Linked DNA regions of Astyanax mexicanus: region 1 is linked to region 2. The links are chromatin contacts, called in public Hi-C maps. All regions are on one chromosome and are shown on one strand. The core of a region is the stretch at or near the end of the contact, and the rest is flanking DNA. Distances in the headings are between cores, read along the strand shown.

Evidence for each region. A called contact is a pair of places that touch in the nucleus more often than the background predicts.
Region 1: a Hi-C map of muscle shows a contact between it and region 2, with 12 times the contacts expected there. The contact joins the enhancer-like site here to the promoter of hsh2d in region 2. A contact is called at or near these places in 2 of 3 Hi-C or Micro-C datasets (both in muscle).

The regions. Positions count from the first base shown.
Region 1 is chr16:13,423,049-13,427,814 of AstMex3_surface, forward strand. No RefSeq gene overlaps it. Among protein-coding and RNA genes, the nearest start is that of tpm4a, 9.2 kb to the left of the region's middle. Within about 2 kb of position 1,598, the one cell type or tissue checked has an H3K27ac peak away from gene starts, as active enhancers do.
Region 2 is chr16:13,378,553-13,383,711 of AstMex3_surface, forward strand. It overlaps hsh2d (hematopoietic SH2 domain containing), which reads right to left and starts at 2,084. Exons shown (of 6, transcript XM_007252606.4): 1 at 1,962-2,084. tpm4a (tropomyosin 4a) reads right to left here. Exons shown (of 9, transcript XM_007252611.4): 9 at 4,475-5,159.

The sequences.
Region 1 (4,766 bases), core at 348-2,847, 44 kb after region 2:
CTATACACTCTCTAAAAATGGACCCAAGGATTTTAGTGATGCCATCGAAGTACCAGTTCCCTATAGAAAACAGTGTTTCAAACAAATCCTCAAGTCTCTCCGAGACAATCCACATTTTTGCTTTTAGCATCTGAGGTAGGTTTTGGGACTCGGCACAGGACCTCTTTGTTAAACATTAGAAAAGTTGCAGCTAACATAATAGCTCCTGGCTATAGAATTAGATCAGGACTGATGTATTACGTCTAGAATTTTAATGTGTCTTAATGTGTATATTAGTATTATCTTAAAACTTTATTTAGCACAACTTTATTTTAAACATTTTCTTTTATCATTTTTAATAACCTAATAGAATAAAATTTAAATCTGTTTTTCGGGTGTGACATGAGTCTGTTTTGGAGCAATTAAATGTGTGTGTGTTTTTTTTTTTTTGCACTATAAAGCGCACGGGATTATATGACACACTTTCAATAAACGTCTATTTTCTGGTCTATTTTCATACATAAGGCGCATTGGATTATAAGATGCATTTTAATGTAAAATTGGTAAGGAACAGGGGTGTTTTCTTCTAATTCAGAAGGTCTGTAAACCTGTAAAGCTAAGCTAAGTAAACAAAACTGTAATTCTTAAAATGAGCACTGGATGTTAATCTACACAGATTTCTCTTCTGAAAACTGTTTATTTGCGCGAGTAAAGCACTTCTGTTTATTTACAGTAAGCTTAGATTTCCAGATTTCCACTAAAGCTAGAGCATTAGCGGCTACCTGCTAGTGTTTAAAGTTAGTTAGTGCTAATGCTGCTCCAGCATTGCTAGCCGGTGTTAGCAGCAGACTACAGGCTGATCATACTCACCTGTGGCTTTACTGCTCCTTACAACCTGACTGGTAAAATTCATACAAAAGGCGCACCAGATTATATGGTGCAAAAATTAAAGGATCTCAAATGAAAAATATGGTATGTTGGTATGGTATGTATATTTTATCTTTGGGATCAAAATTTATATCTATTAACATAAGGCACACTTTAACTCCTTGGATTGCATTTTATTTTTATTCTACTATTATTATTATTCCATATCTACAAGCAATTTAGTGTGTAAAATGTTTCAGTTTGTACATAAAAATGATTGATTACCTACTATATATTCAGTTATTTAAGTAACTTACGTGGTTTGATGTTAACGAATGAAGGAATAAACCTAGTCGTGAGCTACACAGCCTTTCGAATGGAGATTTTTCAGCTGAAAGGAAAATACATTTTAACACTAGGCTTAATTCTTGTCCAGGAACTGCTGCAAATGGTTTACAGGGTTAATGTACTACTTATGTTTTCTAAATTAAATTAAACCATCTAATCAAATTCTATTTCAACTTAGTACATTTCCGCTAGTTTGTGTATAGTGGCAGAGTTTCAGTAGTGCAATGTATCTAGTAACACCAAAACCCCAGGAATAAAGCAAACTACACTGAAATCACAAAAAGAACATCACCACGGTGCCTTTAATGTGGGAATTAAAGAAAACACACACTCTCTCTTTCTCTAATACACACACACACACACACACACACAGAGTTCGTCCTGACTGCTCAAATGTCAGTGTATGACTGAGAGGGCCTGAATAGCAGTGCTGGAGTGCTGGAGGAGAGGTGGTGGTTTTGAGGGAAGCAGGGAATTGCAGCTGGCGATAAGACAACACAGAGAGAGAGAGAGAGAGAGAGAGAGAGAGAGAGAGAGAGAGAGAGAGAGAGCTACTCCAGCAAGAGTCAAGCTGAGGTTCCTCCCACAGGAAACCGTAGCTGGTTCAGCATGACCTTGTATGGTAAAAATTCCCCCAAATGCTGGCTGGCTGGCTCAGGCCTAGTGGTTAAGATATAACTGGATTTAAAGCAACAAGAGCTGAGGGAATACACCACAACTGACCAGCCTGAAGAGACACAGCCATGCTGAAACAAAGTACCATCACAAAGAACCGCAAAAAGAAAGTGGACAACAAACAAAATTTTCCTGAACAGTAGAAAAAAAGCAGATGTAATACAACTATTTAGACAAAAAAAAAAAAAAAACGATGTAAAGCCCAAGTAATAACACTGAGACTTCGGTGCTACCCCTTGTTTTAATAAAGAAAAAAAAAAAGGAAAAGCTTGGGAAATGGGTTGTACTGCATATCCTTCATCAAACCCTGCACTAAAACTGGGCAGGGCCTCCTTTTGCTCTCAGAGCAGCCTCAGTTCTTTTGTGGCATGGATTCCACAAGACGTTGGAAACATTCCTTTGGGATTCTGCTCCCTCACACAATTCCTGCAGATTTTTTAGGAGAATGCTTTGATTCTCCCATTCCACCAAATCCCAAAGAAATTCTACTGTTTTTTTTTATGTTTTCATAGTTTACCATCCAGTGACTTCCAGTGGGAAAAGACCACTGAAGAGTGCTGAACTCATTTTCACGTTCATAAAACTAATAATTCTGCTACTTAGTTAGTTGTAAGTTTGAATGGATCTCAAATCCAGTGGATGTTGGAGATTCCCATGCTCTTCATACCTTCAAGTCAAGTTTTAATTTCTGGAGTTGGAGTCTGAAACCACTGCCCTAATTTATGTGGTTGAAGGGAGGAATGATCTACTTTCAGCAGCACCATCTTGTGCCTAAATACGTGTAGTACAGTTGAAGAGGGTATTGGAGATGCTGGATTTTTAAAGACAAGTACATACAGTGGGGGCTACAGTCCGAGAGACCATAGTGAAAATGAGATTTTTTTTTAAAATAACAAATGTGAAATAAAGAGGTTTTCACACACTGGCTCTTAATAACTTGTGCACTTGTGTCAATAAACACACACTTGCGCACACTTCCAAACACTAAGAAATTTTGTAACACTAAGTAAAATCTGACTATTACTTTTTGATAAAACTGACGTGCTGAATAATATTTGTTTAATATTAATCAATCATGTCAATCATGGGTTCCTCTTCCCAAATCTGAGGTTTATTCCTCCTAGTATGAGGGCGAGCGTTTTCTTTCTTTTTTTTTTTTATCACTGTTGCCAACACCTTGCCACGGTTGGCATTATCACTGTGGTGAGGCTCTGACCTATATCTCTGTAAAGCTGCTTTGTAACAACATTTGTCATAAAAAAGTGCTGTATAAATAAAATGTATTTTACTGAATTGAATTATCAGTAAATGCAGATGTTCAACTCTCACACAGATATTCACAGTCTTTTAAAATGCCACATAAAGCACTTTAAACTATTAAACCAAAGTTAAACTCAACATCAGGACTGGGTACTGTAGAAACAGAATACATTTAACAGCTTTACACAATCGGGATACAAAAAAAAAAATAACTGTAATCCAATAACAATGACTAAGTTATTATCCTACAGTTACATAAAAAATAGGGTGATTACAAGCAAGGATTTCATTACAGCCTAAAACAAAACTACTCTCAGACTGTATTCACAATAGCAGACAAGTAACTACTCATTTTCTATAGGAAGATGCGATTTGTTAACATGATCTGGCAACAAATAGCAACAGAGACACAATGACAAAGTGATCATGTCTTAATGACACACACTAAGTTAAATGCTAATGGCGACCCCGAGTGGAGAATCTTAAGCATGCAGATGCTATTCCAGCACACAGCACAATACAAACTGGATGTAAACCAAACTAGCATCATTTTAAAAAGTGAAAAAGAAAATATCATTCTTCTGACCTTCCTGCATTAAATATTACTCCCAAATGCAATGTAATTTAAAGAATAATAATAATAATCCTATAATAATAATTTTTATTATGATATACATTGTTATATACATTAATATAATATTTAAAGATGAGCTAGCGCTGATAGTTATTTGATTAGCTGCTTGCTGGACACTGTTTAAATCTTTCTGTTAAACAAGTGTGCAGGTGTTATTCTGCTTAATATTTTAATATTAATGGTATTAACCACTTTTTTATATGTTTAAGAAATGCCCAATTTCTTTTTAAAAATATACACCCCTATTAAACATTTGAGAAGACACTTTGTGGTATAATTAGAACGCAAACCACAAATGCAAAATAATAATAATAATAATAATAATAATAATAATAATAATAATAATAATAATAATGAAAGACACAGTGACCTCTAGTGGATTTTATTAGCCTAACACATCTGCCACCAAAATAGCACCGTCTGGTGCTCAACACTCAACACTTCACTTTTAAGAATAATAATAATAATCAAAATGTGTTCTACCAAATGCTTGACCAGACATTGAAAGGTTAATTTATAAGAGAAAAGTAATAGTCAAACTTTAACATTATTTTTAGTGTTTGGAATTGTGTCCGCGTGTGTATTTATCATGTATTTTTCATTTCATTTATCATGTATTGTATCTAAAATACAATAACAAATTCTTAAAAATTAAGCAATATATTATTGTAACAAGCGCTGAAAAATTCTATTTTTGACAGTGCCTATATACTCATACTTTAGCAAAATAGACTGTTTTTTTTTTTTTTTAACAAATAGTTAAAAGGACAAACCACTGGATGGAGAGCTTCATAGCTTCATAGCTTCATAGCTTCATAGCTTCATAGCTTCATAGCTTCATAGCTTCATAGCTTCATAGCTTCATAGCTTCATAGCTTCATAGCTTCATAGCTTCATAGCTTCTCCAGTCCAAATGATACCTGTGCTTGCTGCCTCCTCTTTATAAACCCTTAGCCCCTCCCTCCAGGCCAATCCAACTGAGGAAACTTCAAATAACTAAATT
Region 2 (5,159 bases), core at 834-3,333:
TATTTGCATCAATAGTCTCACATACACTGTTCAATGTTTTTTTTCTACACTCATTATCCATTAATTCAGCTCCACTGAGCATAGGGCATTTTGTAATTCTATAATTATATTAGTTTCTCTACATACTTTATTAACCTCATTTCACTCTGTCCTTTACTGGTCAGGACCTTCACAGAGCAGCTATTATTTGTGTGTGGGGGGGTCATTTTCAACACTGCAGTGACTGCACTGGCTTGAAGGTGTGTGTTAGTAGTGTGTTGTGCTGGTACGGGTGGATCTGGCACAGCAGTGCTGCTGGAGTTTTAAACACCTCAGTGTTTGTCTCTACTGGACTGAGAATAGACCACCAACAGTGTCAATTTTTGTTTGATTATTTTTGCAAACTTCAATATTACAAACAAGCCAACATCCCTTAAAAATGTTACAAAATAAATAAAAGAAAAACCTTTTCTGTACCATGGCTGATTTATTAATAGTAAGCTACAGAAAGTATATAAAGTGTTGAGAGCTTAAATTACATAAAGGAAATGTGGCCAAAAAGCATACGGTAAAATAAATGATTTTAATAAACTCTACCAAATACCATCTAGTATTTCTCCTTTTTTAGAGTATGTAAGAATCAATCAATGAATCAATCAAATCATCACTGGGAAATCAAAACTGTATATCAAAGTAAATGGACCTCATTAAAAGTGCACAAAAAAACGATCTAAGGTCACCACTCATTTGCTGTCTAGTAGAATTCAGTAAACCTTAACTGATCCTGGAACAGCACTTTTCATCACCACTGTAAAGAGATCTGGTTAAAGAGGAGTTCAGACAGTATCTTTACAATGAAACATTAAACACCATTGAACTCAATTTGAAGAGCTCTGCTTGTGTCCAATGCTGAAATGCAGCAGAACAGATCAGTGGATATCCCATATGTCATATTTTTAAAAATTCCACAACATAATAATGCTGTAAAATACTGTAAAATGTAAAGCAAATTACGTATAATTTTATTTGCCAGTAAAGTACAGTAAACTTATGATTTATGACTGTAAATATATACCATAATCATAATAACTATAATTTTAAAAGGACTACCAACAAATCCCAGTAGTGACTGTAAAATATTCAACATGATGCATACCCATACATATACAGCTCTGGGAAAAAAAGAGACTACTCAAAAATGATACGTATCTTTGATTTTACCAAATTGAAAACCTCTGAAATATAATCAGAGGAACATAGATGATTACAATCCAATCAATTGAACTTCAAGCTGAACTGCTTGAATTTTTGCACCACTTGTGGCATTTTTGCATACTCCTAAGGCAGTGTGTAAGACTGGTGGAGGAGAACATTTTAAGAAAACAGTGATTAAAAATCAGGGTTACTCCACCAAATATTGATTTCTGAACTCTTAAAACTTTATGAAAATAAACTTTTTTTTTGTTGCATTATTTAAAAGTTTGAAATCTCTGCTTATGTTTTGTTATTTCAGCCATCTGCCTTTTTTTCTGCAAATAAATGCTGAATTAACAATGTGTTTATAGCTAAGTGTACAGTACATGTTTAATTAGAGTATTATCTTTCTTAGATACTAAGATCATTTTATTCTAAAATAATTGCTCTGAAATAAAACTGCTGTAAATGTACTGACTGACTTAAACTACATACATAATGTGCAGATTCTGTAAATTAATCAAAATATATAGTTGTTTAACATGTAAAAGTCGGTTTCTTTTCTCTTTTTAAAGGTAAAAGATGGATTAAAGCTGTAAAACACAGCAATATGCAGTGAATTCTGAATACAGGAAGCTATTGAAATGTTTAATGTAAAAATTACTGTAGTTGTTTACAGTGAAGGCAGCTCAGCTCTCAGTGCTGAATTCTGTTTAAAACCGTTTCTACACACACACACACACCATACATTTAAAGCCATTGCTTAAAATTCCTTCACACAGACTCACCTGCGCTGCTGGGGTTGAGTGTCTAGGCCATGCTGAGTTGCTGAGTGTGAGCTGAGGCCGGGCGGCTGAAAGGAGCAGCAGTGTGTGTGTGTGTGTGTGTGTGGAGCTGCAGGGTCTGACTGACCTGTGTAAAAAGTTGGGAGTGGCACTGCTTCCGTAATGCAGCACCACGTGAGCTTATTATCAACAATACATCTTTTCCTGCAGTGACGTGAGGTGTTATATGAGTTAATACACAGCTAGTACAGGTGTATACACGCTCATAACAAGGTATATCTGTCTTTCAAAAGCCTAAAAAACGTGACCTTTCCAAAATACCTCCAAAAAAAAACTCTTCTAAATACTGTTACCTCTTCTAAATACATGTGTGAAAAGTATTCCCTAGTATTTAGACAGAAGTATAGATACTTCGGTTTTATACTCAAGTAAAAGTACTTGTTTCAAAACTATTTACAGTATAAAAGTAAAAGCAATGTAAGTGTGGGTTCTGTATTATATGTTCAGTGTTTTGTGCTACACAAATAAATTTGATTTGATTATTTTCTTTGTGTGTAGAACAACACAAAAAAAACATTTTTTCACCAAAAAAAAAAATTCACATACCTTCAGGCAAAACTCTTTGAGCTTTTTGGTAAAGCACGTAATTCTACTGTTTACCGAAATGGGAATGAGGCCTACAAAGAAAAGAACACAGACACAGTAGCTACTGTCAAATATGGAGGACATTCAAATATGTTTTGGGGTTGTTTTGCCACCTCTGGCACTGGGTACCTTAACTGTGTGCAAGGCATCATTAAATCTAAAGACTACCCAAGGATTTTGGGTCGCAATGTAGGACCCAATATCAGAAAGCTACAGGAAGGATTTGCGTCCTAGGTCATTTAGGTCTTCCAGCAGGACAATGACCCTAAATATACTTCTAAGAGATGGATAGAAGAGATGGATGGAAACAAAGAGCTGGAGAGTTCTGAAGTGGCCAGCAATGAGTCCAGATCTGAATCCCATTCAATACCTGTGGAGAGCTCCTAAAATTGCTGTGGGGAGAAGGCACTCTTTAAATATTAAGAGATCTTTTTCCAAAGGATGTGCAACCAAATATTACATTGAGGGTGACAATAATTTTTTCCAGCCCATTTTTGGAGTTCCGCATGAAATTATAGTCATTTTGGCTTTTTTTTTAACCTGTTTAGTTGGGTTATTCCAATACACAAAATGGAAATAAACATGTGTATCACAAATCGTGTAACTGTGATAATTGTCTGGGAGACATACTTCATTTTCTTCTATCTGTAATGTTTACTTAATCATGGATGTTGATCGATTAAAACAATTAGCCCATTAATTTCACAACGTGTTGTAATTCGTTGCATTTTCCTTCTTACCACTAAAACTTTTAATAATGCATATGGAAAATAAAATAATAAATGTAAGGTAGCCACACAGGGATTTCCTTTACAAGCAAACGTGTTGGTTTAATAGTATTTTTTTTGTTGGGTATGAAAAAGTCTTCAGGAAAATGAACAAGGAAAGAATGATAGTTATAGATCAAGTTATAGATCAGGTATGTAATTACAGGTGTGGTCTGAATAGACAATGGGTCTTGCCACAAGAGGGTATAATAGTGTTTCCCCCGCTGCCCTATAAAAGGCTCTTGGAGTCTTGAAGACTACTTTTGGGTAGTAAACCTATTAGTAAGAGCTTGTTTACTTTTGCCTCTAAGCCCATTTTGCCCAGTTGACAAGACTTTGAGAGGGAAGCAGGACAGTCAACAATCTAGTCTGTCTATAAGACAGGCACAATACCTTTTGTTTGCAGGGAGATCACAAAAGAGAAATATGGATCATTAGTCACTGGAACATCATTATCTTTAGCAAATCCAGGTTGTTTGGGGTCCGATGGCGTTCCTGTTCCAGTTAAGTATGAAGCCTAGTGGTCAGGGTTTCAATTCTGCCTTTGCTGTGCAGCAACACACTCACTGTTCCAGCTGCTGCTGTGATTATTTGGAAAGTCATCACATACAACAGTCATTCACCACTAGTAGTCATACAAAGGACACCAAAAGCACAGCTTTATATAGTTTAATACGTTGTACTTTCTTTGGACAATCTCTAATGTCATTCAGGTTCTAATATAGACACATGTATATACTGTGTAGATACAGGCCTATTGCAACAAGTCAAGCAAAACAATCAATTTGCTAGGGCCTGGAGCTGACCTGGAACCACCAGACAATGATGGGGTATGAATTGAATGCAATCGAAAACTGTGAGTGCCCCTTTTATATACTGTGATTGTCAACGCAGAAAAGAATTTCTCTTCCACTAATTGCAGAAAGTAGCCAGTCAGCCAGGTTTGTGATTCCTGCAGCTGGTAAATTATGAACTATGAAACTGGAGCAATTATGAAGCAGAGTTTTTCCATAAATTTTCTCAGTGCCCAAATGCCTTGAAACGGCCCTGTGTGTACAGCACAACACTACACAAACACAACCAAATAAAGCAGGCCTGGGCAAATGTTTTTGTACAAATTTATTACTTGGAAAGTGAAGAAGAGACTTGTTTAAGAAAGGCACAGAGCAATGCAGAGCATTATTACAATTTGGTCCGTATTACATGTGGAGTATTGGATGGCATCATGCACTGACTTCCAGTCTCTCTAGAGCTTTGCACCCATAGAGGTGTTTGATTTACACATGATATGTTTGGCAGTTTTATTTGGCATATTAAAAGTTTACTACTTTTGGTCCCTCAGTCTTGTTTTTTGCTGTAGGTTTAAAAATGGAATTAATAAAAAAAAGCCCCCCCAAATTATAATAATAAAAAGTACAATAAAATTCTTCAAATGCAACCTTCATTCAACAAAAAAAAATCCATTGATTGACCAGCAGATGGCAGACTATCTGACCACACCGTTCACTCAGCGAGTGTGAAAAATAAACTGCATGCAGGAAATTTGGATGTTTCACATATAATGTAAACACATCTTTAAAAAAAAAAGCCTTTTGGTAAAAATAAAGGGCACTTGGTGAGCACCTCAGCAGCCAACCATCACCGATCATCAAACACTGGGGGAGTTACAGAAGAGGGTAAAGTGACAAATGAAATATTATGGACACATTAAATTAATCCTCTGTGAGGAAACAGGTTTGAATAGCGGGAGATATGGAATTACGCTGGATGTTCATGGAATGTTGTAAGA